Linked DNA regions of Mus musculus: all the other regions are linked to region 3. Evidence: chromatin contacts called from public Hi-C and HiChIP or PLAC-seq data. All regions are on one chromosome and are shown on one strand. The core of a region is the stretch at or near the end of the contact, and the rest is flanking DNA. Distances in the headings are between cores, read along the strand shown. Region 1 overlaps Fggy (FGGY carbohydrate kinase domain containing). Region 2 overlaps Fggy (FGGY carbohydrate kinase domain containing). Region 3 overlaps Gm12694 (a long non-coding RNA gene). Region 4 overlaps Fggy (FGGY carbohydrate kinase domain containing). Region 5 overlaps Fggy (FGGY carbohydrate kinase domain containing). Region 6 overlaps Fggy (FGGY carbohydrate kinase domain containing).

What was found. HiChIP or PLAC-seq counts read pairs in DNA pulled down with a chosen protein or histone mark. A called contact is a pair of places that touch in the nucleus more often than the background predicts.
Region 1: a contact with region 3 is called in a Hi-C map of bone marrow-derived macrophages, with 15 read pairs. The contact joins two enhancer-like sites. A contact is called at or near these places in 2 of 15 datasets of contacts at CTCF or cohesin (the NIH/3T3 cell line and large pre-B cells), 3 of 484 Hi-C or Micro-C datasets (bone marrow-derived macrophages, liver and myocytes) and 1 of 115 datasets of contacts at active chromatin or transcription factors (embryonic stem cells).
Region 2: a contact with region 3 is called in a Hi-C map of bone marrow-derived macrophages, with 16 read pairs. The contact joins two enhancer-like sites. A contact is called at or near these places in 1 of 15 datasets of contacts at CTCF or cohesin (large pre-B cells), 2 of 484 Hi-C or Micro-C datasets (bone marrow-derived macrophages and liver), 7 of 115 datasets of contacts at active chromatin or transcription factors (differentiating embryonic stem cells, embryonic stem cells, epiblast stem cells and 1 more) and 1 of 9 other capture datasets (embryonic stem cells).
Region 4: a contact with region 3 is called in a Hi-C map of bone marrow-derived macrophages, with 13 read pairs. The contact joins two enhancer-like sites. A contact is called at or near these places in 4 of 15 datasets of contacts at CTCF or cohesin (CD8 T cells, the NIH/3T3 cell line, large pre-B cells and 1 more), 3 of 484 Hi-C or Micro-C datasets (the C2C12 cell line, bone marrow-derived macrophages and palatal mesenchyme) and 3 of 115 datasets of contacts at active chromatin or transcription factors (CD8 T cells, bone marrow-derived macrophages and fibro-adipogenic progenitors).
Region 5: a Hi-C map of bone marrow-derived macrophages shows a contact between it and region 3, with 13 read pairs. The contact joins two enhancer-like sites. A contact is called at or near these places in 2 of 15 datasets of contacts at CTCF or cohesin (large pre-B cells and stem cell-derived epiblast-like cells), 26 of 484 Hi-C or Micro-C datasets (CD4 T cells, LSK cells, the STO cell line and 16 more), 4 of 115 datasets of contacts at active chromatin or transcription factors (CD8 T cells, the NIH/3T3 cell line, Th17 cells and 1 more) and 1 of 9 other capture datasets (embryonic stem cells).
Region 6: a CTCF HiChIP or PLAC-seq map of the NIH/3T3 cell line shows a contact between it and region 3, with 8 read pairs. The contact joins two enhancer-like sites. A contact is called at or near these places in 3 of 15 datasets of contacts at CTCF or cohesin (the NIH/3T3 cell line, large pre-B cells and stem cell-derived epiblast-like cells), 39 of 484 Hi-C or Micro-C datasets (3T3-L1-derived adipocytes, the AML12 cell line, CD4 T cells and 24 more), 4 of 115 datasets of contacts at active chromatin or transcription factors (a beta-TC-6 cell line, bone marrow-derived dendritic cells, embryonic stem cells and 1 more) and 1 of 9 other capture datasets (embryonic stem cells).

Annotation. Positions count from the first base shown.
Region 1 is chr4:95,665,013-95,669,588 of GRCm38.p6, reverse strand. All of the region lies in intron 5 of Fggy (FGGY carbohydrate kinase domain containing), which reads right to left. Among named protein-coding and RNA genes, the nearest start is that of Fggy, 110 kb to the right of the region's middle. Within about 2 kb of position 1,783, at least 25 of the 459 cell types and tissues checked have an H3K27ac peak or open chromatin away from gene starts, as enhancers often do. A contact at or near this core is called in bone marrow-derived macrophages, where this site is marked.
Region 2 is chr4:95,683,694-95,688,125 of GRCm38.p6, reverse strand. The region is part of intron 5 of Fggy (FGGY carbohydrate kinase domain containing); the gene reads right to left. Among named protein-coding and RNA genes, the nearest start is that of Fggy, 130 kb to the right of the region's middle. Within about 2 kb of position 2,290, at least 96 of the 459 cell types and tissues checked have an H3K27ac peak or open chromatin away from gene starts, as enhancers often do. A contact at or near this core is called in bone marrow-derived macrophages, where this site is marked.
Region 3 is chr4:94,998,738-95,003,277 of GRCm38.p6, reverse strand. The region is part of intron 2 of Gm12694 (a long non-coding RNA gene); the gene reads right to left. Among named protein-coding and RNA genes, the nearest start is that of Gm12694, 22 kb to the right of the region's middle. Within about 2 kb of position 1,692, at least 67 of the 459 cell types and tissues checked have an H3K27ac peak or open chromatin away from gene starts, as enhancers often do. A contact at or near this core is called in the NIH/3T3 cell line, the STO cell line, bone marrow-derived macrophages and 1 more, where this site is marked.
Region 4 is chr4:95,611,579-95,616,641 of GRCm38.p6, reverse strand. The region is part of intron 4 of Fggy (FGGY carbohydrate kinase domain containing); the gene reads right to left. Among named protein-coding and RNA genes, the nearest start is that of Fggy, 57 kb to the right of the region's middle. Within about 2 kb of position 3,196, at least 4 of the 459 cell types and tissues checked have an H3K27ac peak or open chromatin away from gene starts, as enhancers often do. A contact at or near this core is called in bone marrow-derived macrophages, where this site is marked.
Region 5 is chr4:95,714,149-95,718,935 of GRCm38.p6, reverse strand. All of the region lies in intron 6 of Fggy (FGGY carbohydrate kinase domain containing), which reads right to left. Among named protein-coding and RNA genes, the nearest start is that of Fggy, 160 kb to the right of the region's middle. Within about 2 kb of position 2,620, at least 22 of the 459 cell types and tissues checked have an H3K27ac peak or open chromatin away from gene starts, as enhancers often do. A contact at or near this core is called in the NIH/3T3 cell line, the STO cell line and bone marrow-derived macrophages, where this site is marked.
Region 6 is chr4:95,730,219-95,734,824 of GRCm38.p6, reverse strand. All of the region lies in intron 6 of Fggy (FGGY carbohydrate kinase domain containing), which reads right to left. Among named protein-coding and RNA genes, the nearest start is that of Fggy, 180 kb to the right of the region's middle. Within about 2 kb of position 1,269, at least 81 of the 459 cell types and tissues checked have an H3K27ac peak or open chromatin away from gene starts, as enhancers often do. A contact at or near this core is called in the NIH/3T3 cell line, the STO cell line and muscle stem cells, where this site is marked.

The DNA.
Region 1 (4,576 bases), core at 534-3,033, 670 kb before region 3:
TTTTCTACCTTAACTTCCTCTGGACTGAATGGGGAATTACAACACTGGCCCTGCTCCACTTCCTACTGCTGTGACTGCTGCCAGTCTCCTCTGACCATTGCTGCTACTATCAGCTCTACAGAGCTGGGATCTGCTGGGACATGGAACATGGACTTGGAAGCAGGTATATTTATGGCTCTTGCAATATGCTTCTTATGGGGATGCATAATCTCATTACTTATAATGCTATGACACCAAACTGTAAAGGGGTGTCTGGACAGAAATTCTTTCTCTCCAGATACCAAATAAATATCCTATAACTCAATTCTAAAGTTCCTCCATATAGGTGAGAAAGAGCCCACAGGTTAAATGTACAGTCCTTTAAGACTAATGTTATTCTGGTGTCATCAGAAAGCGCTAGCCTTCCATAATTCTGAATGAGCAGCTAGAAATTTACAATAGTGGCTCACAGAACTCAACAAAACAATTTATTTACATTTAACTGGTTATTTTAAAGGATATAGAGGAAGAAGCTGATGGAGCGAGACATCAACAAAGATGCATAGGAAAGCCACAGAGCATCCATTCCCTCTCCAGTATACTGCCTCCAGCTATGACACATTCACCACATGGAAGCTTCTCAAATTCCCCCTAATAGGGATATTGGGGGGCTCTGCATATAGTATGACCGATTAACACAATCTCTACTGTTTCTGCACTTCCAGAAAGACAGGGTAGATTTGGGGGAGGTGGTGGGAGAATTTATAGTTGAAAGTTCCAAGCTTCTAACCATGACTTAGACTTCCTAGAGCTTAGTCCTCAGTTCTACGTGACCCAGAAGGCTACCCTGTGCTGCCTCATTAAAATAAGCAATGCTCCTGTCACCCAGAGCATCCCAAATGATTAAATAGTTCTAGGTCATTAAATAGGAAGTCATCACTCATTAGAATAAAGGATGATGTGAGCTTGCCTAGCACTGGGGGAAAGTAAATGTTTTAGGGTCTCTATGGCAGAAGCCAGGGGCTGAGACTAAACATGTATGTCTTAGTAAGCGGCAGCTCCTAAGAGAAGGTGTGGCCCTTCTTCATCCATTCTCCATTTTTCAGCCTAGAGGAAGGTATGTTAGTGCCCACCTGGGACCATGTAGACAGGAGCATCACCTCAATTACAGCACACCTGACCATCCTCCATAGTCATGGCTCCATACTATGGAGAATGTATGAACCTCAATGGAGAATATTTGAAAAAAAAAACAAACCACTGTATCTTCATTGAACACTGAACACACATGGGCTTCTTCCTTATAATTATTATCTATAAAATATAGCAACGATTTCTATATTGTTCTTACATCTTATTACATAATGTGTGTAATATAGAGATGGTTTAAATTATAGGGTGTGAAAGTTTCCAGGCAAATATGTTCCTACTTTATGTATCAGAGTTGAGAAACCTTGGGTTCTGGCATTTGAGGTTGATCATGAAACTTGTACACACTGATGGAAAGCAATACATGTACAAACCCTGGAGGTTCCAAGATGTTTCAGTGGAAATTGCCAAACTATCAGAAAAAAGAGAAATTCAATAATCTGTGCCAATGCTATTGTGATAATATAAGCCCACTCCAAAAAAAAAAAATAGAGAGGTCAGAGGTGAAAGTCAACTAAATAAAAGCCCTTAGTGTTGAACAAACAACACAAGCAAAGGGATAGAGTGATAAAGAATGAGGAGATACACACCAATGGATCATGTGTCCCAGGGCAATGTCAGGAAGTGAGATGGAGACTCAGAGATCAGCCAGGCCACAGTGGGACATGTATGGCATACTGACTCACTTCCTACAGGATGTCATAAGAATCATTTCCTGCAGGATGCAGAATGCTACTGAAAAATCTCAAATAGTTACATAATATCAGATTTACATTTATAGATAACAGAGGGAGGGACAGGACTAATTTTCATGTTGGTAACATCAATGAACGGTGGCATTTTAATTCCTAGGAGTACATGGCAATTTCTTGTACTCTGATAGACCTGTGTATATAATCAATTACATTCTGGCAATCTCTCATAATAAAGGGGAAAGATCTAATGATGTTAACTGTAGACAAGAGATTAAAAACAACCAATCAATTCATCTATTTAGCCATCTCTCATTCACCTATGCCTTTATGCATGTCATCCACCCAATCACCCTCATACTGGAGAAGAAAGTCGGTTGAATGAAATTTTAAATAATGATAATAATAATGGTTATAAAGATAATAGGCACTTGTTAGAAATAGTTTTCCATATAAATTTGACCCAGTTCATGGGAGAGTCCTTATCTGACCTAGCAGTAAGTATATACGCAGGGCCCACAAACAGATCTGACACCTGTAGAAACCACTAATGTCTCTAAGTACTTAAAACATCTCACTACTCTGGGAATCTCTACCAAAAGGACAAGAAATGAATCTAAAGCCAGCATATGCGAGGGGTTGCATAATGGGTGTCAAACCAGCATATGTGGGAGTTTGCATAAAGCATGCCATATAGAACATTTGGATACCACTTTCAGGGCCCTGTAGCAATACTGTGTTTCAAATAGAAGTGGGTGTGGACAGTGCTGTAAGAACTGGCATTGCCTCCAGTTTGTTATCACAGAGCAGAAAAGCCCCAGTAATTATTTTCTCTCTAACTGTGGTGCATTCTTTGCCAGTTAATTCTTTGCTTTTTTTGTCTAAATTTGGACCAGAAAATTAGCTCTTAAAAAAAAAAACCTGAAGATACTAGAACAAGCCACTTACAGCCTGGGGCTTACTCCCGATTGCTGCTTAAGGAATGAGAAGAGGGAAGGAAGTGGCATTTTGATTTGGATGCCATTTAGCCAGAGGAGAGAGAAATCAGCTCTGAAACAGGACCATGCAGCTCTAAAATTCATTGGAAACAATTCAGGCAATGTTGCCAAATGAAAAGAAGCAAAGAAAGAACTATGGGCTGGGTTTGTCAGGCAGTAACAACAACAATCTGTACTTGCTACCACTCACTCACAACTCGGGATCGCCCAAGCTGTGTGGATTCAAACCAGAGTCCTGAGGTCCCGACAGCTGATGTTGACTTACTCATTGATTCAACCACAAATGCCCAGTGCGCTTGTGTGTACACCTGTGCATGCATAGGTGTACGTGTATGTATGCTGAAAATAGCCCTGAACGAGAAAGGAAAGAAAACAAGACTCACAGTGGGCAGTTGGGATGAGGGTGAGGAGCAGAGGACAGGCCACAGCAGGCTGCTAGCCAATGACTTCAGCCCTAGAAAAGCAAACTCCATATTCCCTGATAATTGCATTTGGAAGGTTATATTTTCAGGTCTGTTTTGATCAAATTGCCAGAATATGCTTTCATAAAATCAATAGCATCAAATGAACTGGATTGACAAGAGAGGCAGAAATGTATCCAAGGGAAACCAAGCTGGTAAACTAGTAAAATATAAAACAATATTCTACTTCTTTGAAGATTTGTGCAATAACATGAACCTTAAATCTCTACAAACATATGTGTGTGGGGTGTGTGTGTGTGTGTGTGTGTGTGTGTGTGTGTGTGTGTGTATGTGTGGTGTAGGGAAGGCTGTGTGAGCTTGTGCACACTAACCACTAAGTTGACAGTCTGGAACAAAACAAAAAACAAAAAAAAACAAAGTCCTAGAATTATTACCATTAATTTCTCCAAGGCCTCCAAGGGAATGACCTCTTAAAACCTGTACCAAGCCACTCAGTCCTGTCACTTCACCTTAGCTTTGCACATTCTGTGGGGCTTTCACAGAGATGAGGCCAGGCTGCCTTGGGCTCCTCTGTGGCTGGCCCAGCACTCCCAGCTCAGGCAAAGACAAGCAATGAAACAGAGGTTGGATCACCCGCCTTTTGACACAAAGGAGCATGGCTAAGATGTTCACTAGGCTCTGTAGGACAGTCCAGAGGAGAGGACAGGGACCCTCATCTCAACTGTCCAACTTACACGCTCTTCTAAAGCTGCCATGTGTTCACCTCAGAACAACAGCCACCACCATGGACTGCAGAGGTAGGCCAGGCTTCAACCCCAGCAGCATGACCTTGGGGACAGCTGCCTAAGTGTAAGTCACCTGAAAGATTGAGTCATAGCTGGTATAGGTTAACTGACTTCATGCCAGTAAAGCATTCCATACAGTGTCCCATGTGTCACTAGGACTCAGTGAATGTTCATGTTATTTTGAGAATACTGCATAAACATTAAAGACTTAAAACAATTAGGATCAAATAAACCTTTGGCATACCTTTCTCAGCCCAGAGTACCCACAAGCAATGCCATAGACACTGGATTTTGTGATAACCTGTACTAAGATGTGCTTTAGTTTGGAAGTAGGATGAGTGGCCATTCATCATGGGGAATATGAAGACCTGAAGCCCTAGAATGGAACTCCCGCTGGGAGTTCAACTATCATTACTAGCTCAGTTATCATGGGCAAGTTGTCTAATCATATGACCCTTAGTCCCTCTGACTATAAGGAATTGTGTGTGTGTGTGTGTGTGTGTGTGTGTGTGTGTGTGTGTGTGAGAGAGAGAGAGAGAGAGAGAGAGAAT
Region 2 (4,432 bases), core at 1,041-3,540, 680 kb before region 3:
CAGCATATATTTTTCAATCTGATAGTTCTTTTTTCTAAAATATATTCATAAAAACTATGATATAACTTTTAAATGTTAAAATTAGTTTTAGAATTATTTTTATTAATTTTATTTATGTATATGTGTGTGTGTGTGTGTGTGTGTGTGTGTGTGTGTGTGCTTGTATGTGTGTGTGTATCTACAGATCTTATAGAGTTACAGGAGCTTGTGATCTGTCCATCACAGGGTGCTAGGAACGTAACATGGGTCCTCTACAAAAGCAGAGCAAGCTCACAGCTACTGAGCAACGTCTGCAGCTTCTATTTCTTTACTTTTATCATTGTGCACTCAACGAATATAATGTTTGGGTAGACATGAGGGTGGGCATTTAGCACAGCACATATGTAAAGCTCGGGAGAAAGCTTTTCTTCACTTTGTGTGCATTCTGGGGACTCATTCAGACCTTTAGCATTGCACATCAAACAGTTTCACCCTCTGAGGCACTTCACTGGTCTTGACAGACAACATTTTTAAATGTTACACATTCAAGCACTGGCTAGGCAAAGACAGGTGACCCTGGGGACTCACTGCCAGGCCGACACTTGGCAGTCAGCTGAGCCTAATCAGTGAACTCTAGCCCAAAGAGACTTTGTTTCCAAAAAGGTAAGGAGGATGGAACCTAGTATATCATAGGAGGTTGACCTCTGGTCTTTACTCACGTGTGCACACATACTCACACGAACCGTCACACTTGCTCACAACACATTCACAAACACAGAAAATATATAAGAATAATAACTCGCAAAAATGAAAAAAACATAAATAATTATTCTGAAATATGATATTGTCCTTCTAGTACTTTGAAGAATTGTGTAAATGATAAAAATGAATTATAATTACCTCTACTGTGGAATTAAACAGCATGAATATAGTTGGACAATTTCTACATATTTGTATAGGAGAAAGGAAAAAAGCATTTTATAGGCAGGCACTAAATGGTGTAAGTGGTACTTAATAAAGAGCTTCACTGGGAAAAGCCCTGAAAATTAACAACCTAATCAGAAACCTTGGAAAATCATGAAAAACTGAAAGATTAGAATGAGGTTGAGAAGAAAACTCAGTGAGTCAATGTGAAAACATGATGAGCAAAAGAGAGGAAGCAGAGATGAAAGCTAAAAGTAACAAATGTCATAGAAGGAAACGGGAGCTATTACCACAGAGAAGGCAAACATTGACAGAAAAAGAAAGCCAAAGGATAACATGAGCAAGACTATGCAGTTGTGGAAACTTAGACGAAAGTACAATTTCACAGAAAAACAAAATTTACCAGAACAACACTAGAAACCTTTAGTGGGGCTATTAGTACTAGAGCAACTGAGTAAATAGTTTAAGCCAACCTTCCAATAATATTTTAGAAGTCCCTGTGGTTGTACCAGAAAGTCTAACATTCACTGAACTGGCCCCTCTGAAGTACTCTGGACTCCAGAATAGCTCCTTACTTTATTGCTAAAGCTAAGATAAGATGTAACAAAATTCAAACAACAGCACTACAGCAAATAGAAAACATAGGCTGTGCTCACAAACGTCGACATGACATGCAATGAATTCAATTTTTTACGTGCAAAAAAATACATATGAGCAACATTCAAGGATGCTTGAGTGACAGAAGACATATGAGTGTGTTACCACATTATTTTATTAAAGGGAAGAAAAATGATCTCTACATATTGCAGACCGTTCAATATTACTTCAAGACAAAAATTCACAAGGAAGTAAGAGAGAACAAGAATGGAAGCACAGAGGCTGAGTTTCACTCCCAGAGGGTCTGAGAGGGACAGGCATCCTTACTGTCTACAGGGAGATATAGCTGGACCACACAGCAGGAAGATGGTTAAGGGTAAAAGCATCCTGAAAGAGAATAAGTAAGGATCTATGGCATTGCAAGTCAGCCCTCGGCTCCTTCTCAACCCAGATCCCAGAGCTCTGGCTGCCAGGGTATAAGGACTGAAGATTAGTTTTGTGGGGATCTCATCAAAGCAAAGCAAACAACAAAACAACATATCCTATGCACATAGACAAATAAACCAAAATAGTAACAACATAAGGTTAATCCAGATTGGAAAGTTCACAGGTTCCAGGGTTGAACTACCACTATCCTTGTATACTATCTACATGGCTATCAAATTTCCCTCTAAATTCATTTCTGTCTATCCATCGATTAGTGCAGCCCTCAGCCCTTACCAGGGAAACTTCTTTGGGCAGTGGATCGTGGTAGATGGTGCAGAAACTCACTTCTGGCCAAAGTATAAAAGAGGAAGTGTCAATGGAGTATCCATCTACAAATGAGACAAGAGAGGGAGGAAGAGAGTGAGGGGAAAGGTAGGGAAGAAAGGGGAGAGAAAAAAGAGGGGGAAGGGAGGGAAAGAGAGACAGTGGGGGTAGCTTGAAGCATGGGAAGACTACATTGAAAAGGGCCTCTGCATATGCAGGGACCACAGTGCTCCTGAGCTCATGCCATGGGTGCTGCCTGCCCAAGATCAAGCCAGTCAATATTCTAGGACAGAGAGTGAAGGGCTTCTAAGCCCAACACCTAAGGATATGGGGGCAACACATTATGAGTTATATTTTCTAAACAAAGTTGGGGTGGATAGGGAGGCAGAAGAAGATCGGAGAGGAGTTAGGGAGAGGGATTGGGGGTGAATAGGATCAATACATTGTATGAAATTCTCAAAGACTTAATAAAAAAATCATATTATTTTAAAGTAAGGCTAATTGAAAGGAGCCTTGTTAGTGCAGTAGGTAGTGCGCCAGTCTCATAGAGGTAAAGATAACTGAGAAAGCAGAAAGGAGAGCCCAGCCAGTTTAGTCTAGTTGGAGGGGTCAAATGAAGGAATCGGAGCAAAGCTTAATAGCGGGCACCTGCTGTGTTTTCCTAGACAGGTAGAGAGTGAGGAAAAAAAAAAAAAGACCAAACACACTTGTAGTTCTTGAAGAACCTGAAGCAGCTTCAGCAAAAAGAAGGGGGCAGGGGGTGCTTCTTGCTCTCCAGATACACTCAGAGCAAAGCAACCTCAGAAGAATAAGCCAGCCCAGTTCCAGGGGCCTGGTCTTTCTCCGGAATTTCTCCAGCAAGACTATGAAAAGAAAGCCAGCCACAGTGCTGCATAATTTATGCACAGTTCACTGCACTGACAGGGCCAGGCCCCACTCTCAAGGGAAACCTTTTGTTCTCTGCTTGGGGAATGTAGAACCTGGAGAGTCTCAATTGAGCAAGCCAGTGAACAACAGAATAATTAGAGGTAAGGATGGGGATAAATTACCAAGATATTCCTGGCTGCAGCCTCTGGTACTTCACAGGCCTGTGATGGGTCTGTGTTGTTCAAGGCATACAAAAGACTGAATTAGCAGCATTGAAGATATTGCTCTAGGGGAGATATAATGACTGGGGCTGGACCACTAATGACATCAGCAAAGAGACAAGAGGGGCTTCTTTGGGAAGAAATAGCACTGCACCGACTGCGGCTGCTTGTGTTAGGGAGCTTTCAGGATGCACGCTTGTTACTACTGGCTCTGCACTTCATCAACACTTGCTGACAGGTTCCTGACAGAGCAAAATAATATAAGCACAGGGCAATATTGAGTTGCCTTTTCAGTTAGACTTGCTGGTAACAGTTCAAATGTGGTCATGACTACATAAAAAAGCTGAGGTAGTTTTCCCATGCTCTCAGAGAAAGACATCTCACTGTCAAAAACAAAAGATCAGAAGTTATTACCGAATAGTCCAAAATCTGGATGAAATCCTCTCAGTTTATGGATTTGGATTTGCCATAAAATAAAACAAAACAAAACAAAAATGATGCTAATGTGGGGTAATATGAAACACAGGGGACAGGCTGAGAAGGGTGGAATCCCTATGCAAGGCACTGTGCAGAGTCTGGTTGTGGAGGCTACTAAACCTCACAAGAACCTTAAGAAGATATTGTACTGTAGCCCCATGTGACAGGAAAGGACACAGAGGCTCAGCAAGGTGGGACAGGTCACTTGAATTAATTAGGAAAGAGTAAGGCAGACCCTGAAACCTTGTTCTAATCAAATAAAGTCTTTTTGAGAACCAGAAAGATGCATCAGTGGGTAAAGGGACTTGCTGCCAAGCCTGACAACCCAAATTCCATTTCTGGAATCCACAAGGTAAAAGAGAGAGCCCATTCTATGGCTTATTCTCTGATCCATATGCATACCATGGCACATATGTGCCTGAACACACACACACACACACACACACACACACACACACACACGACACATATGCTATCAAGTTGACTCTTGTTAATTGGATGTTCACTCAGGATCATCAAGGAAAATTACTTCATAAGACACTACAAAAGCAAAACCTGACATGGAAAAGAGAAGAGTAATTTTGATGTTCTGTTTGTTTTTCCATTGCTTACCTCCT
Region 3 (4,540 bases), core at 443-2,942:
AAGAGAGGCATGGCGGCTCATATTTGTAATCCTAGCACTCAGAATGCTGAGGCCAAAAGACTACTATGAGCTTAAGTCCAACCTGGTCTTCATAGTTAAGCACTGGGCCAGTCAAAGTCATAGAGTGAGACCCCCTTTCTCTTCCAAATTCCCAAATGTTAGATATGGAAGAGACGGGGTGCATGAGGAAAATATATGATAAAATTCTCAATGAACTCATAAAGAATTGTGACAATGGCAATGATGATATGATAAACAGCAGACTTCGCTCTTCAGACAACTTTCCTAAAGTCCTTTCAGGGTTCCTCAGTGTGACCCACTGCACCAACACCTCCATAGAGTGTACTAGCACATAAAATGATTAAAGTAAGCCTAGGATACAGTCAATGATTAGTAAGCAGTATCTGTAATCGTACCTCGAAGAACACCACCTGCACTTCACAAGGTATATGTCCTTCCTCCACACCATACACAGAATGCCTTCACCTATTCTGCTTGTGAAATAATAGTAAATTCACGAAACGGGTCTCTGGCATTTTAAGAGTTCTACATTTTCATTCCAATCTTATTTGTGCCATCCTAAGCTACTTCCCAGAGAGTTGGGATTCTTTCTGGATGTGTTCTTTCTGTGCCCGTGCCTTTGGGAAAAGCACACACTGGGCTGTACCATGGACGAGGCGAGATGTGCTTCATACTTCATTCCTCAGGACCCTTTTCAAAGCTGAGAGGATTTATCAAACACCCATCATTAGACAGTGGAAGGTCAAGGACTGGGGCACGGTATTTCTTACCCTTGGCATTACATTCTGGGCACATATCACAGAACCAAGGCAAATGTGCATGTGCAGTAAATGGACAGGAATGTTCTCAAGGAAGAATGAGAGATCTGCCTGACACCAGGCATTCACTGAGTCTCCATACCTGAGGGCAAGAAGGCTGGAGCCAGTTCTCTGCTTACTGGCTCCCGGATTTCTAATGGGTTCTTTAGCTGTTTAATTATGCTCAAATTTGAATCAGTTAAGTAGAAACTGGGATAGAATATCTCTTACAGCAGTCACCTTTACCCAAGAATCTAATTTTATTTAGTGACATTAGATCGCAGCCCCAAAATATTAAGTAGAAAAGTCTACAAAGTCATGTTTTAAGAGTATTTATAGTATTTTTATATTTGTTCTATCTTATTAGTAGTATCACTAATCTCTCTGTATACCTAATTTATAGGAACATACACAGAGGAACATAATGTATAGGAAGAAACATAGCACACACAGGGTCCAGTACTGCCTGTGGTAATGGGTATCCAGAAGGGTTCTGGGATCAGGTATCATGCTTGTTTTGAGATTGAGATAAAATAGCATGTGTGGATTATTTTGCATACAATAAGTGAATAAAAGAAACCATTCCTGAAGAAGTAAGTCTCAGATGCCCTTGGAGAGCACTGTTGAGGAAAGTGAGGAAGTTGTCCCTCCAGAAGATGCTGATCTGAGCCTCTGATCCCTGAGAACCATGAATCTGTTGCTAGTGAGCAGCAAGGCCCTCTTCCAGCTTTAGCGACCTCAGAGCTGATGAAGAGATGATCATTTCCTCCCAGAGTTGTTTTGTTCTCTTTCCAAGACTTAGAGCAACTGCTGGCTCAATAGGAAGCTCTCTGAAGCTGAGTCAACCTTCACTCATCCTAAGAGGTGACTCACACACCAGTGTGTGGTCCACAAATGCTATGGGGGTGGTACCTCTCCAGAGGCTGCTGATGGCCCTGTCTGAGTTGTTTGTGATCACAAACTCCTCATCAGCAGACAGGAGAACAGATGCTCTAATTAAGTTCTCATACCATCGTGTCCCGTCTGTACTCCTACAGAAGCAGAGAGGCAGCCACGGGCTTTATGGAAACATGAACTTGGGAGAAAGGGGGGGGGGGCATTTCTCCCATTCTCTGACCTTCTTTTGAAGTCTGGCTACGAGTCAGAATGAGATGTGGAAGACCTGAAAACTTGTATTAATCATGTTGTGGTAAAGAGAATATGATCATATGACAGGGAATTTTGGAAGTTGGGGCAATTTCAGGGAGGCAATCTTGTATTGCCTCAAGCTTCACATCACGATAACATTTTATGAAGGTTTAAAAATGATTAACTTATTGTTTTTCTGCTTCTGCCAATATACAAATACTTTATGGGCACTAGACCTTATTCCTCACTTTTACTAGGTTTGCCCTGTGAAGTCTGGCACAAGCCATGTAGTAAAAAAGTTGAGTCTGAATCTGAGTCTTAATTTTCTTTCAAAAAACCACAAGGATGCTCTAACCCTGGATAATGTACTCAAATCGGGGTCTGAGGCCAGAGGTGGTCTGTAGTTGTCAGCATCTTGTTATCAGTGACCTGCAGAAAGTGACCATTGGGAGCTTCCATAACAGCCGCCTTTTGCCAGAAATTTTTTTTGTATTTTTATGAGTATTAATTAGTAGTAGCATTTTTAAGATTTAATTAAAATGTCATCACAGTCTGAGAACCATTAATGCTGTCATCCCATACAGATGTGCTCCAGCCTGTAATTATTAAAGTGCATGTTGTTTTATTTTAATACCTTCCTCAGGTTTTTCTTTTATTATCATATTTCAGCCTCATTTGTGTCACATGATCTCCATTTTGTTATTCTTATTCATTTTTCAGTGCTGAGCACACAGGACCCTAGAGCCTGTGCATGTGAGCCAAGGACTCTACAAAATGCTGTGAACAGACAGACTCAGCCCTAGGATTTAGTGGACATGCTATGAGTTTCAATCAGAATCGCAGAAGCACAGTCCTGGGAAATCCCATCCTCCCACTGTGTGGCAGGTCCCTTGCTCTGCTCTGGTTCTACAGTGAGAACACTCCCAGCATGAGCCTCTCATTGAAAGCAGCTTCCCCCATCTAGTGAGGTGCTGTGGTTTGAATGAGGAGAGTCCCCACAGTCTGGTGCCACAGGACCTTTGAGAAGTGAGTCCCTGGAGGCAGTCCTTGAGGCTTTATGACATGGCCCTGCTTCCTGGTCTTTCTTTGCTTCCTGAGTGTGTGTGCAATATGACCAGCAGCCTCCTACTCCTGCCACCATGTTTTTTCTGCCTTCTGCCATGTCCTCTCCAACATCATGGGCACATCATCATGTGGAACAGGAAGCCAAAGGAAGTCCCTTTTATGTTAAATTGCTTAAGCTAGGGCACTTCATCAAATCAATAAACAATGGACCGGGTCATAGGCAGCTTGCTAAATACTAGCTCAGAGCATATATTGGACTAGTAAGGTTGTAAAAACTATTTTCCAAGTTTACTAGTTCATAGGCATTTACAGAACCGAATTTTATATTCTGTAAGTGAAAATTATGTAATTTTGAGTAGTTGTGTAGTTCACAGAAAGAAACCAGGACTTTTGAATCAGAAATAAATGGGCTTGAATTTTTTAAGCTATTGACTAGCAAGTCAAGGCTTGAGGGAAGCAAAAATTTCTTCACCTAAGATGGAGATAATAACATCTCCCCTGAGTTCTTCTGAGAACCACATGATATTTAAAATATGCATGTAAGATCAAACTTCCAAAGACAATGAGCTGCTCTTCTCTGCTCTTCTGTTTCCGTGATGGAAGTTCTGTTATGGAAATTAAACATGCTACTCTCTTCACTTCCTCTCATGGAGAGAAGGAAGCTAGTCCTCCTCTTCCACCCTACACGAGTCAGAGACTTTCTTGACCAACCAAATGGAACAGAAGTCATGCTTGGGGAATGGCAGAGCTAAGTCATAAGAAATACTACTGTTTTCATCTGGGTCTCTAGGGAAATCAGCTGCAGGGGAAGGCAGCCGCTGTGTAAAGGACTGACTACTCTTAGTACTTTATGTGTGAAAATAGAGAAGCCAGTGGGAGGACGATGCCAGCCATGCAAAGCAGCAGTCATCCCAGACTCCTCCACTAGGTGGTAAGCATGAGGGAGACATCTTCAGAAGATGCCAGAGCCAAATGCCATCTCTACAACTTCTGCAGGAAAGGCCCTGAGGACTTCCCAGCTAAACAGCAGTGTGGAGGGGTATATGTTTAAACTAAATATTTTATATTTAGCCGAACCAAAATTTTAGTCTAATTTATTGAATTCTGTTTATTTGTTCACTTAGTATTTTTTTTTTAGATTATAAATTTCCAATTTGTTTCATTTTGGTCATTGTATTGCTTCTAATTTTTTTTTCTACATAGGCCATAGAGGGATAATAGAAAGCCTATTAGGAGAAAGATATTGCATTTTCTTCCCATGGTGATGATTTTAATTAATTCAAATTTCTTAAAACATAGTGGCTAAAATATACAACATGTCAAGGTGTATATACATGTGTAATTTTTTTTTAAACAGTAGTATGTACCCAGAACACTCGCTATAGGAAAAATGTTGGCCCTTTAACATAGTTTTTCCTAGAGGCAAGTGTTACAGCACTACCTCTGATAGCCCTGAACTGTCCAGAACAAGGATTGCTGTTCCCACACAGATAGATACCCTCCTTTGCCATTGTGCTACATGAGAATAT
Region 4 (5,063 bases), core at 1,947-4,446, 610 kb before region 3:
GAAAATATCCAGACAAAAAGCAACATGTGGAGGGGGAGTTATTTGGCTTACAATCCCAGGTTATAGACCATCATTTTGGGAAAGTCAAGGCTATAATGAGAGCAGCTCATCATATTACATCCACAAGGAGAGCAAAATCCTTCCTTGTTTGCTTCCTTGAGGCTTGGGCTATCTTTCTTCTCTCAGACAGTTCAAGAACCAGCCCATGATCTGACACTACTCACATTCAGGGTGGAGCTCCCAACACAATTAACAATCAAGATAATCCACCATAGACATGTCCATAATGAAACCTAGACAATTCTCATTTAAAACACCCCAGTTGAAACTTAGTTTTGTCAAGTTAGAAATGAAAGCTAAATATTATATCTACCTGCTGAATGTCCCAATCCCCACTTTTACCATGAGATGTTCACTGTCTGTCCTTCTCCTTACATTGAATCTCCTTAAAAACAGTACTGTGGTTTTATCGTAATCTGTACCCAGGATTTAGCATGGTATATGATGCATTCTAGCTGAATGGAAGACTAAGAATGAATGAGCAGAGATGTACTAACTAAATAAGAGTTTGTGGAAATGAAAATAAGGAATGAATGGATACATGAATTAGTAAGTACTGTCCTAGTTTCTTTCCTTTTTTTTTTTCCCTTCCATTCAAGTTAATGGCTTTTCTCAGGCTGTTTCGGGAGCAGAAACATATTCTAGCCAAGCCTGACTGCCAGGAAGACAAATTTCTCTTCTCCGGGTGAGTAGGTCTTTTGGAGAAGTTTCATTTTAATTGGAAAATGGATTCATTCACTTCCTGGCATGGGTTCTTGGGTCAGCACAGCACCATTACATAGCTGCCAAGCAGCCACTGATAGAGGGGACTGCAATGGGAAAAGAGCTGCATCAGATTGGAAGGCCTTAGGACATCTGAGGACAAACAGGTATTAGTTCTCATCAAACTCAGACACACATTCTTCTTCCCCAACAATCCTGACCCGGGAATTTTATTCATCCCCAGCCTTGAAAGGTAGGTGTTCTTAAACATTCTGTGGGGCTTACTTAGAAATATGTGGCCTTACCTGTTCATTTTGCAAGAGTTAGAGGGCTCCTTCACCACTCCCCACTAGACACACACAAAGGCCATGACTGATATGTTCCCTCATTGCTCAAGCAAAAATAGGGGATGAGAATGCCCTAAAAATCTCCCCCCATGATAGTCACACAGCTATCAGACCACACAGAAAGCATCTCTTTTATGAACATGTCTTGTATTGTTTTTCAAAGGTCTGTGAAGAAGGTAGTAAACTCTACAAGGGCTTTGTGGCTAAGGTGAACACTCCTAGCCTACATCTTAACCCAGAATTTGTAGCACATACTAGACATCAGCCAAGACTGTCAGAATCAGTTTCACTGTCAATATAAGGGGTTTGTTTGGGGGGGGTGGATTCTGATAATAACTCTAAAGACACAGGTGAATAGACTATAGACTCTTCCTAAAAAGGAGCTTAGAATCGAGCATGGGAGACATAGGCCTTCATGTTACTTAAGAGCAGCAAGGACTGTGAAGGAGATAGACATTTACTTAGCATATGCCAAAAAGAGCAAACAAACAAATAAATGCATAGCCTCACTGAATGAACGCAGATTATAATATTATGACTTAAACATTGATATGAAGAACGTGAGACCCATATGTATTTGGTGACAGAACTATTAATAGCAGAATCAAAGTTGATTAAGAATAACCAGACTCCAAAAACTGGGGAAATGGAGTGGAATTAGCATTCAAATGAATTAGTTTCAGAAGTGCTCCCTGAATACTAAGTATTGTTCTAAGCAGTTTACATATTTGATTATATGGTCTCCCAGAAGACCTATAGGAGAGAGAAAGAGAGAGAGAGAGAGAGAGAGAGAGAGAGAGAGAGAGAGAGAGAGAGAAAGAGAAAGAGAGAAAGAGAGAGAGAGAGTGTGTGTGTTAAGATATTCAGTAATCGTTATAGGACATGAAATTGAAGCAAAGAGTAATTAAATTCACCAGTTTATCAAAGCCAGGAAACTACAAAGTGGCACTAGAGCTTACTGTGTTCCCTGCTGTCTGGCTCTGGGGTCTATGAGGTGCTGGAAGATACAACTAAAGAGGAAGCTTGGAGATTATTATAATTGTTTAAATAATTTTTCCTTTACTTTTATTGTATATATTTTGTACATCTGTGCACCATATATGTGAAGTGCCTGCAGAGGCCAGAAAATTGAAGATATCCTGGGACTAGAGCTACAGATAGTTGTGAGTTGCCATGTAGGTACTGGATATTGAACACTGGTCCTCAGAACAAGAAGCAAATGCTCTTAACCAATGAGCCATCTCTCCAGCCTCTGATTACAAAATCTTGTTCACAATCCTCAAGCTGGCTAGGGAGAACATGTGAACTACTCCTGATGACTGTTCAAGTTCCAAAATACTTGCTTTATAAAGCACAGAATCTGTATGGCTATCAAGGAAAGCACTGCCATGAGAAAGAAATGAATATAAAGGGAAGTTAAAAAGTGAGGAAGGGGAGATGGAGGGAAGGAGAGACAACATCAGGGCCTGGGCAACATTGATAAGGGCTCATCAACTGTGCCCATGAACAAGGAGAAGAAACTGTGAGAGGGCCAGTCAGAAAGACTTCTCCTAAAATCAGTAAGAAATCAGAAAGGAATGGCAGACACCATCCATCCCTGAGGAAAGGGTGACTGCGTATGCAGCTTTAGAACAATTGAGACAGCAAGCACCTGGTAGATTCCAGAAGTGAACAGTCAAGAGGAAGGAGAACCAGCTCCCTCATGCATTTCTCACAAGAGGACAAAGAGCAGAGAAGAAGGAAAACAGGTCAAATAGAGGATATACACAGAGATCAGGAACAATGGAGATTAAGTAGGAAGAAGGAGGCCAAATAACAACAGAAGCAAGTGGACAAAAAGACAAAGGGAGTATTGGGTAAAAAGAAAGAACAGGCTAAGCATGAGCTATGAACAGAATGGAAGGAAAAATAAGGGAAAGACAATGACAGAGAGAGTATGAAGAAGGAAGGAGGAAGAGGAGGAGAAGAGGAAGAAATTCTGTGGGAAGCAGTGGGAACACAACAATGTCTTCAAGGAGACTGTGTATGGGGAGAGAAGGGCAGAGCCTGACTCTCTCAGTCCTTCCTTTAAATGAATGAAGTCATGTCTGATGTCACCGTCTGAGTCAAATGCCACTCAGAAGGAACGGTGGAAAGGTCTGTATCTTGTATTCAGTCCTATCCCCATGAATGAGAGGGGCTAACACTGGGATTTTTTTCGCCTTAGGGCACTGTGTAGCCTACTCTCGAGATGTGTGGAGTAAGATGAATGTTCCACCTAATCAGAAAGGAAGCTGAGCCATGAGAGTGCTCAAAGCTCCTCCTTGGAATTCTCAGGTTAATGTCCTTAGAGTGAGAGAGCTGGAAGTGGGTGGCAAACAACTGCTGGCTTTCTCTCACTGTGGCTAATGGGCAACTGGAATCTATACCATGATGTTCCAAAAGGAAATTCCAATTATAAACAGACCTCCAAGGACCTTGACTACCTAGTGCTCATTCTTCAGGGCTCATTCTTTAGGTACCACAGAGTATCCCTTACAAATTCTACTACCCCTAGTACTCCTAATCTAACCCTACCTTACCCCCTAGACAACCTCCCTGTCCTGTGACCTTGGCCTGTGAGCTGTGTAAAACTTGAGTACAATCTGAAACAGACCTCCCAACTCTACCAGACAGCGACTGCAGTAAGTGTGCCCCTCTTAGCATATCTCATTGCTTCAGATAGGACCTGGGAGCTCCTGTTTAAATAGGAACTGAGAGGTTCATGTTCAAATGGATGAGTGTTATTTTGGCAATATCCTAGTAGAAGTTGCTAATGTGATTTTCTTCATCTTTCTTCAAAGTCTGAAGAGCAGACAGTAAGCAACCTCTGTTTCAAAGAGGTCAGAGTCTGTTTACCGTGACTCATTTGGGATCCCATTTCACAGAGCATCTTGCTATAGTTTAGGTTAAGTGTCCCACAAAGCCCATAAAACTAAAGACAAAGGCATGGTGACCAGGCTGTGATTCTGTTGTAAAGTGATGAGACTTTGGGAACAGAAAGGTGACTAGTGTACTTTTTTATTAATTAACAAAAGAAAACATCCTTTTAAAATTGTTTTGGTTTGGAGAATAGCTTTTTTTTTAATGAGGGTTTATTTTGAAAATAAAATTTTCACTCAAACTTATACGAACACAATCCAAAATAAGATAATATCTAGTGACAGTTTTTCTGGTCAGATGACTTTACATAACTTTATAAAATATTCACATATGAATATCCCTTACTAATGCAAGTCTCTGATTTAAACCTAACTAAACATTATTGTAGTATCTTTTATTTTATAGTGTCAACAAGCTTATAAATTAGTAAATCTACTAAAATTTACATGTATGCATCCTTTCCTAAAAGCTGTCTGTAAAGATTAAGCATAATTTTTGTCAAGGCCTTGTCCCTTAAACAATGTGAACCCTATCTCCTTCACTGTTGGATTACTTAATTGGGCACAGAAACAAGCATATCAAAAATATATCCCAATAATCAAATGTTTTGATTCACAGAGTTTAGACCCCTTAGCAATGCTGTAATAACAGGTAGCGCAGTGGAGTCCTCTGACTTAGTAATCTCTCCAATGATGCTCAAATGCATACCTTTGGGGGATTTTTGAGTCAGAAGACATGGACCACTGAGACAACAAATAGCAGAAGCCATGCTGAAGAGGTTCTGTTAGAGGCACTACTGCATCAAGTAATTAAGAGTTTGCTGTATCCACTCTGACACCCAATATGCCAGGGACTCCATTTCATAAATAGGGACCTCAGGGCCTCAGGCACATGAGCCGCCGAGATCATACAGACAATGGGAAGAACTGGAGAGAAATCCTGGCCATGAACCCGAGCCCCACCTCCTATAACCACCATCCAGCTGCTGCTTCCAAGAGCTAGGGAGGCGCTGGATAAATACTTCTACAATGATCCACTCTCTTTCAGGTCCCT
Region 5 (4,787 bases), core at 1,371-3,870, 710 kb before region 3:
TTTAGGTATATAACCTGGAAAGCTACATTAGGTCTAGATTTTTTTCAGTGAACCTAGACTTCAAAATAGGCTGACTATTAAAAAATAAATGTGCATATATTCATACATGCATGCATATATATACATATATATGTACATATAGACATATATAATTTATGTCTATGTTAAAATGATTATCTGTGCTGGATTTAATAGAGATGGTTTATCAGCTTCCACTGTGAAGCTGGTTCTCAAAGATATTTTAAGGATTATTCTAGCTAGTGGAATTTTTACACTATGACCTGACTATAGAATCAAACCCTATCTTGATGGGATCATATGAGATTAGTGATATGAGTGGGATATAGATGGCATTGGAGAGTGTACTCACTGCATAGGGTCATTGTATTTAAGTGCAGGAGGATGAGGACTTGACTAGGAAAAGAAGGTGGGAAGGTGGCTAGCAGAGCAATGCCTGTGTGGGAGCCGAAGTATGAAAGTGTGAATTGTGTTTTATGAACAAATCCTTGGATAGAGAAAGAACAAGAGGAGAGAGCCTAAGTTTCACACCAGCTACACACACTTTATCAGACGTTTAAGGCTCCTTCATTTACCAACCCAACCACCCTGAAACACTCAGTGTCTCCCTCAGCCCTTCAGACCCCAAAGTACCTCTCCTTTTGACTCACAACACATAATTCCTATGCTTACAGGGCAGTCGATCATGAACCATCACTACAATTTTTAAAACATTTGTTGGTTCCTAGCCAAATGCCAAATATCACGTCCTTTTCTAGATTTGCTAACTTGACTGTTCTCAATTTCCTCTTACTGTTCCTTGTCTTTCAATAAGTGTCAGCTCCTGTCTCACCAACCAATCTGTAGCATCATTCTAGATTGGGGTATAACAAGCACACTTGTGTGTATAGCATACTGTGAGGCTCAGAATAACTAACAAGAACTTGAAGTACTAGCCTCTTAGAAGTACTCACATACCAAGTGACAAAGCTTAGGGACAAGCATGCCTGTGTATATTGAGAAAAGCGAGGGATTAAGTCCAGCTCCTTTTGAAATCTCAAGCTGCCTTCACAAGACAAAGTGACAGTCACAGAGTAGACTCACGGGCTTCAACTCTTGACTTGGATGTGTAAACCTAGGCAGTTGATTTAAGCTTTTTGTGGTCCTGTTCCACAATCTATAAAACGGGGATAATGGTGCCTTAGAAGACTGCCATGCAAGGTTCCTGAGCCATTACTTTTGAAATCATTGCTGAGGTATAAGAACTATTCAACAACAACAGCTAAGTGTACTATGCTTACTTTTCTTCTTTCCCCCAAACCTGATGAGCTGCTATTTTTATTGACTATTTGTACAAAAAGCAGCTACAAATCCACAAACTTGTACCTTATAAAAAAGAGAAATAAGCATATATAGATATGCAAAGGAAGCTCAGAAACAGAGAATTTAAGTATGGTATGGTGACTTCCAAGAACCTTAGCATCCCATCTCCAGAGGTGGGTCTGACCTTAGCTTTCCTGACTCCAAGAAACTATTGCATCTTCAGCTACCTGACTCAGGACCACAGGAGAAAAGAAAGTAGTTACACCTCCTCTTATAGAATCCTGGTCTACCTGCCTGCACATATCTCACCAGCCAAAACACAGATGTGGAGGACTCTTGAGAACAAAGGCCTTAATGTGTCCCACGTCCAGCTAAAAGTCTAAGTCTGGGTAGAAAGGGGATGCCAGTGTAGCCTGCATGGGTATTCCCTGTCCCTGCACCATTGCCACTGCCATGCCCCATGACAAAGCTGAGAGGCTTATTAGGGTTCTGTTTCATTTTATCAAAGCTTTGGGGTCCGTAACAAATCACAGGACATTTCCAAGCCCATTTCCTCAGGATCTATCCAGCTGCCTCGCTTTAATCATCTTGAAAGCACAGCCCCCCTGAAGGGAAAGGTAGCTATATGAGTCTGATTCCGTCTAAATTATTGGAAAATTGATTTTTTTAAAAAGGTGTTTGCTAGCCAAGACTTCTGAACCATTTTAAGGAGCTTGAAGAAAATGAAACCACCAATCCTTTGAAGAGTAGAAGAATGTTTTGCCAAGAAAAAAAAAAGCTGAGCCTACATACTGATAGGTTGTGGGATCCTTTGTCGATGCTTTTTGTAATTCTTTGACAAAATAAAGCATACCTATCAGTATCATGATAACTTTGTTCGAAAACATGTTATGTACTTCACATGAGTTATGAGCTATCAATAACTTGAGTTAATTTTTTTTACCAAATCTTTTAAAATAATGTAGACTGTAGCGATTTTTGCCCAGCTATTACTCGCTGATGCATTTTCTAATCAAATTAAATTCATAAATACTGATATTTGTGGAGGAAGTCCCCTTTAATTGACATGAAACTACTGGCTTTGTCCATGCTTATTCTTTAACGAGCTTAGCAGATTCAGAGGCAGTGAAGGTCTGTAAGAAGGCTTCCCTTTCGGCATATACAGAGAAGGAAGACAGTGGCACAAGCAGAACACTCTAGAAAGGAAAGCAGAAAAAGGGCACCTAGGATACACTGGATGTGACCCTGCTTAATGTCATGAGTCAGAAAACCAGGAAGCCGAATGAGTCAGAAGATCCTATAAAAAATGCAAGGGCTGCAATGAGTAGGGATGCATCTGCTTATAACAGTATGAGCTCTTCTAGGCAGGCAGGCCTGTCCTCCAACAAGAGGACAGAGAAGTTAGTTCCATTGCCTAGCCTCAGTTTTCACACATAAGTCATCAATACAAATAGGACCCACATCTCTTTGGTTTCTGGGACATTAATCTGATGACTCCTTTAAAATGTGGGACAGTGATGCCTAGACATAAGGAATATTCAAGAATACTAAACCAGCATAATCTCTAATTGCATTCTAAATACTTACCCCTCTACCCACAAATGAGTGTAGATCTGAGATGCTTTTTTTTTTTCAGCAGCAGCAGATGGAGACTATTACAGAAATACACAGCTAACTCATCAAGATGCAGAGAACCACAAACCATGCGATGCCAAGCCCAACCAATACATCTATAATATAACCTCACCAACCGATAAGTATATAATATAACCTCACTAACCGATACATCTATACTATAACCTCACCAACCGATACATCTATAATATAACCCCAACATCTAAGGAACATTACTTAAGAGGAGGCAGAAAAAAATTTAAGAGATTGAGGACCAGGAAGTCTTCTGAGACATTTTCTATATATGACAAGGAAGCTGTATCCTTGAAATCTCAAAAATAGTCATCTAAACAAGACTCTTATAATGACAACAGGACTAGACATGCCAATGTGGATGGAGGAAATCTCAAAAGGCCTCATTGCTAGATGAAGTTCTACAAGCAATTTATGACTACTTAAGGATGGTGAATCAGTCTTATATAGGGATAAGCCCCCAGAGGTTATCTCATTCCATGTAATAATCCCTAGGTACACTAAAGGAATTCAGCAGGGTGAATGTGTGCTTGTGTGTGTGTGTATAACAATAGTAACTAAAAAAAAAGAGGTTATGAATTTGAGAAGGAGTGGGAGGCATAGACGATCTTAGAGGAGAGGAAGGAGCAGAAATATTATAAACACATACTCTTGTATGAAATCCTTGAAAATTTTTTGAATTAAAATTTTACAAAGCAGTGCTAGCCTTCACACTATACTATGTTCTTTCATTCTCTTTTTTGTAGCAGTCACTAAGAACCTTGAATCTTTTATTCTTTAAAGGAGTCAAATTGCTGGGGGCAAGGCTCAGGATGGAGGTGACTATTTGAATTCATCTTCCCAGGACTTCTAATTTCATGGAAATTAGAATAATAGCGGGGAAATTGCTTTAGATGAGGGTGTCTGCTCCTGCTTTGGACTTAAACTGTCTTCACATGCTAAAAATGAAATGCAAATTTTAGAAAAGCCATGGTTTCTCAAGAATGGAAAGGCCATCTTTAGATAGACAAAAATTAAGTGAGATGCCCCACTTGCTGACTCTAATAGCAAAACATCACTCAAAAAGCAAAGAATAAAAGTCAAAATGAAATGACTCTCTATGACTGAAGACCATAGTAGAAAGTAAACCCACGTTAGATAAAACATGAAGCTATTGTAGCAAGTCTCAGAGAATACACTGTTTTTTCTGAGTCTCCTTTGCTAATGACTATAAGCAGAGGATCACTTTTCCCACAGTCCATAAGCACATTGCAGACAGGGACTAAAGGTGCAGCCACAGTGCAGATGCTGAGACCTACAATACTCTCGCATGCTACCCTCAACAAATATTGACTAAAACAACAGGAAAACTGACACAGGATTGACTTTCATCAGCATCCATGTTGAGTTTCCCTCAACTGTCAAATCGGGACAGACTAGCTGTCACATCATTCTTTGAAGTATTTTTGATCCCTTGATGCAGGAGACTTGAGAAAGTGAAGAGTTTGCTGTTGGTGCTGCTGGTGCTGGTGATAATGATGATGATGGGAATAGCTGGAAGGAATCTGCAAACTGGACATCTCCAGATGTAGTTACGGGAGTTACCTGGGGACTTGTTAGAAATGTCATTTCTCTGGTCCCACCCAGAATTCCTGAATCAGAAACTTTAAGGTGAAGAAGGGGTAGCAAGGTTTAGATGTCCTCTGAATGGCAAATCAATCAGCACTCATTTGAGAACTGAAGAGAGAATAATGCAGTCCATGCAGTTTAGAGCAGAGGAAATAGAGGTCCCCATTTCCTCAGATCCATTTTTATAAAATTTAGGTAATTAAATATGCAAA
Region 6 (4,606 bases), core at 20-2,519, 730 kb before region 3:
GAGGGAGGGAGGAGGAGTGGGGAGGGAGGGAGGGAAGGAGGAAGGAGGCAGGCAAGCAAGCAAACTAACAACAAATAAACAAACCATTTCATCTATTCTACAGAATCCTATATAGAAAATACTTGAGGAAGAATTAAGGTATGAATTTGGGAGAAAGACTGAGATAAAATATGGGACAAAGCCAGGATGTAGAATAGTGCTCTTAGGATCTCATATTTGTGATCCTTTTAAAGATTCTAAACATTCAAGTACATGAGCACATGTACTTCTAGAAGTTTCTAGAAAAATAAAAATTAAAAATTAAAAAAAAACCACTTGATTTCTGTAACAGTACAGATAGGATGTGCTGTGAAGTACTCTCCTGAACCATCTATGTCCTTCCAGATCATGACCTCGTGTGTTTGCTTAAAACAAACCAAATTGGCTTAAGTTTAAATAAAAACAAAATGAGAGCAAATTTCCTGCATCTTTTCCAAGTCCTGTTCCTCACGCTAAAGATAGGAGAGAAACCCATGGGCAATTCACCTACACTCTGATCTCTGGCTGTGTTACTTGTTCACCTTCAGATATCAGATGGCCCTGAGGATTCCTGGGCCCCATGAATTCCCATGTGAATGGACATATTTGGCCTGAGTGGTCCAAGCTGGAGCCTACAATTATCGGGTAGCTGCAGTCCCTCTTCACAAGCAGAGCTCCTATTACAACAAACCTTCCCCTACCAGTTTTTCAATTATCTATGACTAATGAGCACTCTGGGAACAGTTTCAGACACACACATAATCCTCTTTCCTGATGTCAGCAGCAGAAATTAATGACTATGTGGATTGCTGGGAGACAGAAGATGCATTATAATGGTCAACAGAACTGTTATCCTCTCCAGGAAGGGGGGGGAGGGTATTGAATTAACTGGAAGGTTCAGTGTTCCTTTGTATTCTGAGAGGGAGATGAAACACAGGGGGAGATCTGGCTCCAGGCCCACGGAAATGTCAGAGAGGTTTGGGCGTGGGTGGCATGCGACCCTGCTTCCTTATGCTTGCTGTGGAATGCTGGTACCAGCTCGGTTGGGCAAGGCTGACAGGCCAACCAGATTATGTCCAAGATTGTGCTAAAGGACACTTTGCCTTGCCAGTTGGAGAGAATGCTGGAATTATTTCAAACTCAAGTTACTTTCAATCTGATTTAAAAGTGGGTAACAAGACTGAGAACATACAATTCTCAATCACTATGCAGTATTCAGAGGCATTTCTTAAGTTTGGCGTTTCACACAGACATGACACATGCTTGAATGGTTCCAGAGAATGGTAAGGCCTATCCTGACTCAGATCACATGGGTAGGTCAGCTCTGAGGATTTTCTAGAAAACTGGGACAACTGATAGAAAATGGCTAAAAGGATTGTAGTAGTCTTGGCTCCTGAATTGGAGTTACACTTGTATTAAATGATTCATCCAAGTAGAGACTTCCTGAGAACCCAAAGCTAGTGTTCTTCTTCCACTCTTTAAGGACAGCATCTGATACACCTCCTAGAAATCATGTCATTGTGACTAGAAACTAAATTCCATTTCCATTACTGATTTCACATCAAATTGTATGATATTCATTATCACTTATTATAGAAACGGTGGGTGAATAGACATCTACTGTGTGCACACACTGTCCCAGAGTAGCACCTAGGTTAAGGATTAAGATAGAGGAGATCTTTCTAGCAGGTACTAGTTCTTTCTAATACCACTTCTGAATTACATCTGTTAGTTAACATGTCTTATAATTACTCCATAGTTTAGACAGTTTGATACACATGGAAGATCCCTGACTTTGTATTCTTACTTGGTATTAATATGCCTTATACTCCATATGCTTTAAATGTACTTTTAAATAACTCTTACATACCATATCCCTATATTTGGTTTTATACATCTCTTCCAGTAGAAAGATAATAGCTCACAGACTTTTCTCTCTACATCTTATTTCTTTCACTCCCAAGTATCTAAAACATACTTTTAAAAGTAATGTTTACTTTAGCAAAATTACACATTTTTGTTTATTTTTTAAGATCATAAGACATAGATCAATCACCTTGAACAAAAAGATTAAAGTTGCACACCTATATGTGCCCACCTTGTACAGAGTTTCAGTAGAAAGTAAACAAAACAGATGAACACTAAATTTGACTCTCAACCCTGGATATTACTGGGGGATAAATTAGTAAATTAGTAAAGAAACTAATATAATCCCACCAGTGATCCACTCTCATTTCTAACTCAGGACAATGACACACATCAAGAGCAATGTACATACCTAGAAAATGGCAGAAGGCATGCTGGCACAAAGACTCTTCCTATGGCAGCAAGAGACTACATATACCAGATTCTTGCAGAATACAGCTCTCAAGTCCTCCCAGCTGGACAAGCTGGTTCAAAGAAATCTAATTAGCAACTAGTTACTGCAGTAGGTCAGTGAGCTGAAGAGCAGTATGAACATCTTGTATTTCAACAACATAATTATTCAAGTCCATGAGCTGTTGGTAACTGTTCTTGGAACATTTCTGTTCGTATAACTTTCCGTCCTAATAACAAATCAATGAAATGCAAATTGTTTTAGAAAGCAATATATGTAGGTCCTATAACTTAGGGTTGAAGTATTAGAGTTTATTATTTCATAGAATAGAAACAAAACTACAAAAGAATTTCAAAATTTATTCATCTACCCAGGAAGGGAAGAGAGGGGTTACATTTGAGGATCAGATCAGGGTCAGGATTCAAAGGTCTGACTCCAAAGGCTGAAATTTTCCTAAATTACCATCGAATTTAGGAACTCGGGTAAGGTAAAGACTGCAAGGAATCGGAAAGCAAAGCCCCACTGATAGGCTGTATATAGGAACAAAATCCTAAGGTCCACAATATTCTAACATACGAAGAACATCTACCATCTCCTTTCCTAGATCGACCCTTACAGACCAGGAATACAAAGAAGGAAGTGCATATCTCATGGTTCAGCCGTCACAGAAGCAATGTCTAGACTCACAACATGGCTCCTGACTCACTAGGCTTCCTCTGCTTTCTATACCTCCTACTATAGAATGTCACTCTTTTCCCTCTGCAGCATGCAGAAGGAAGCCAGGCCCGTAAGTCACATGGAGTCTAGAATAGCTGGCAAAATTCAATAGCTTCCAGAGGTATGGGAGTCAGTTCTGAACTATTCAGAGCATAGCTGTAGTCTTTTAGCTTGAAATCATCAGCTCTGACACCCACAACGACCTAATTCTCTAGATAATTGTTGATGACCTATTTTGTTCTCACCTAGCCTAAGGCTACCTCCTAAAAATCCTTCCCTAGGTAGATCGTAATTAATCCCTCTTTCCTCTAGAACCCCACAGTATGGTGTCTGGAATTACATCATTCTGCTCTTTATAAGAAAGACCTTGCACCTTCCTCTTCTAATTTCAATGATAACAGCACTGAGGGCTCAGCTCTTTCAACTGCATTGTCAGAGGCAGGCAGGTTAGCATAGCTTGTGGAGTTCAGGTTAGGTAATACATAATCTTGGATGCAGTCCATGGCCTTCCTACTCTCAGGGCTATGACCTTGGGCAAGTGATTTCTTTCCATTGCAAACTTCCTTGCTTATAAGAATTCTAAAATAATGCTATTTCCCTCCTAGAGTGGTAACGATAATTCATCAAGATAATGCCTAAGAAGCACAATTGCTGGCATCCCACATACAACAAAAGACCAGCAGGTAGTAGACACTATTACAGTTATCACAACTATCAGTGCCCGATATGTTGGATGCTGCCTAGCACAAAGAGGTCACAGAGTTCACTCTGGCTGAGCTAAAAACCTTGAGGGGTCTGTGATGTTAGTGTGTGATGAGATGTAGGTGTTTGAGGTCATGGGAGTTAGCTGCAGAAACCATGAAAGGTGTTAAAATATTCACAATAATGGAATTTAGTTTGCCAGAGTGGAAAAAATGTCTCCCTGTGGTCATGTGTGAGAGCCAAAGTTATGTTTTAAGCTTTAGTTACTGTGCCTAAGAGATTCATAAAACAAAAACGGCTCTAATCTGTAAACCCCTTGCCTCAGGACAGATACTTCCTGAAATGCTAGAGACCACTGTTTATGTTTTCATTTGTTAAACAAGTCTGACCCAGGTGCACTGGATGTGCTTGGTCACATGTAGATGAAAGATACCTAAGCAGGAAATACATCAGGATGTATGCTTGCCCCTGATTGGATGTAGGCAGGAGGTATGTAGGCAGAAAGTATGTCAGGATACATACCTTTGATTGGACCTGATGGGAAATATGAAGCTTTATGGGTCTGCCTTTATAAGCCAGCGCAAAATGTGACTTCTTGCTATTTTCTGGAAACCTTGGAAAGGTCCTGGCCAGAGTCTATCATCTTGGCCAGTTTTTAATTAAAGCTTGCTTCAAATTTGGCTCAAAATTTGTGGAATTGGTCTTTCTCACATGATTCTCAAGTTCAACACATGTTTCCATGCTAAATCTTCAGAATGAAATGTTTTAAGAATAAGTGTAGAAAGCATTCTCTTTGGAGCTATTTTAAGCACTAAATGCTGGTTTCAAAAGGAACATCAACAAAACCCTGGA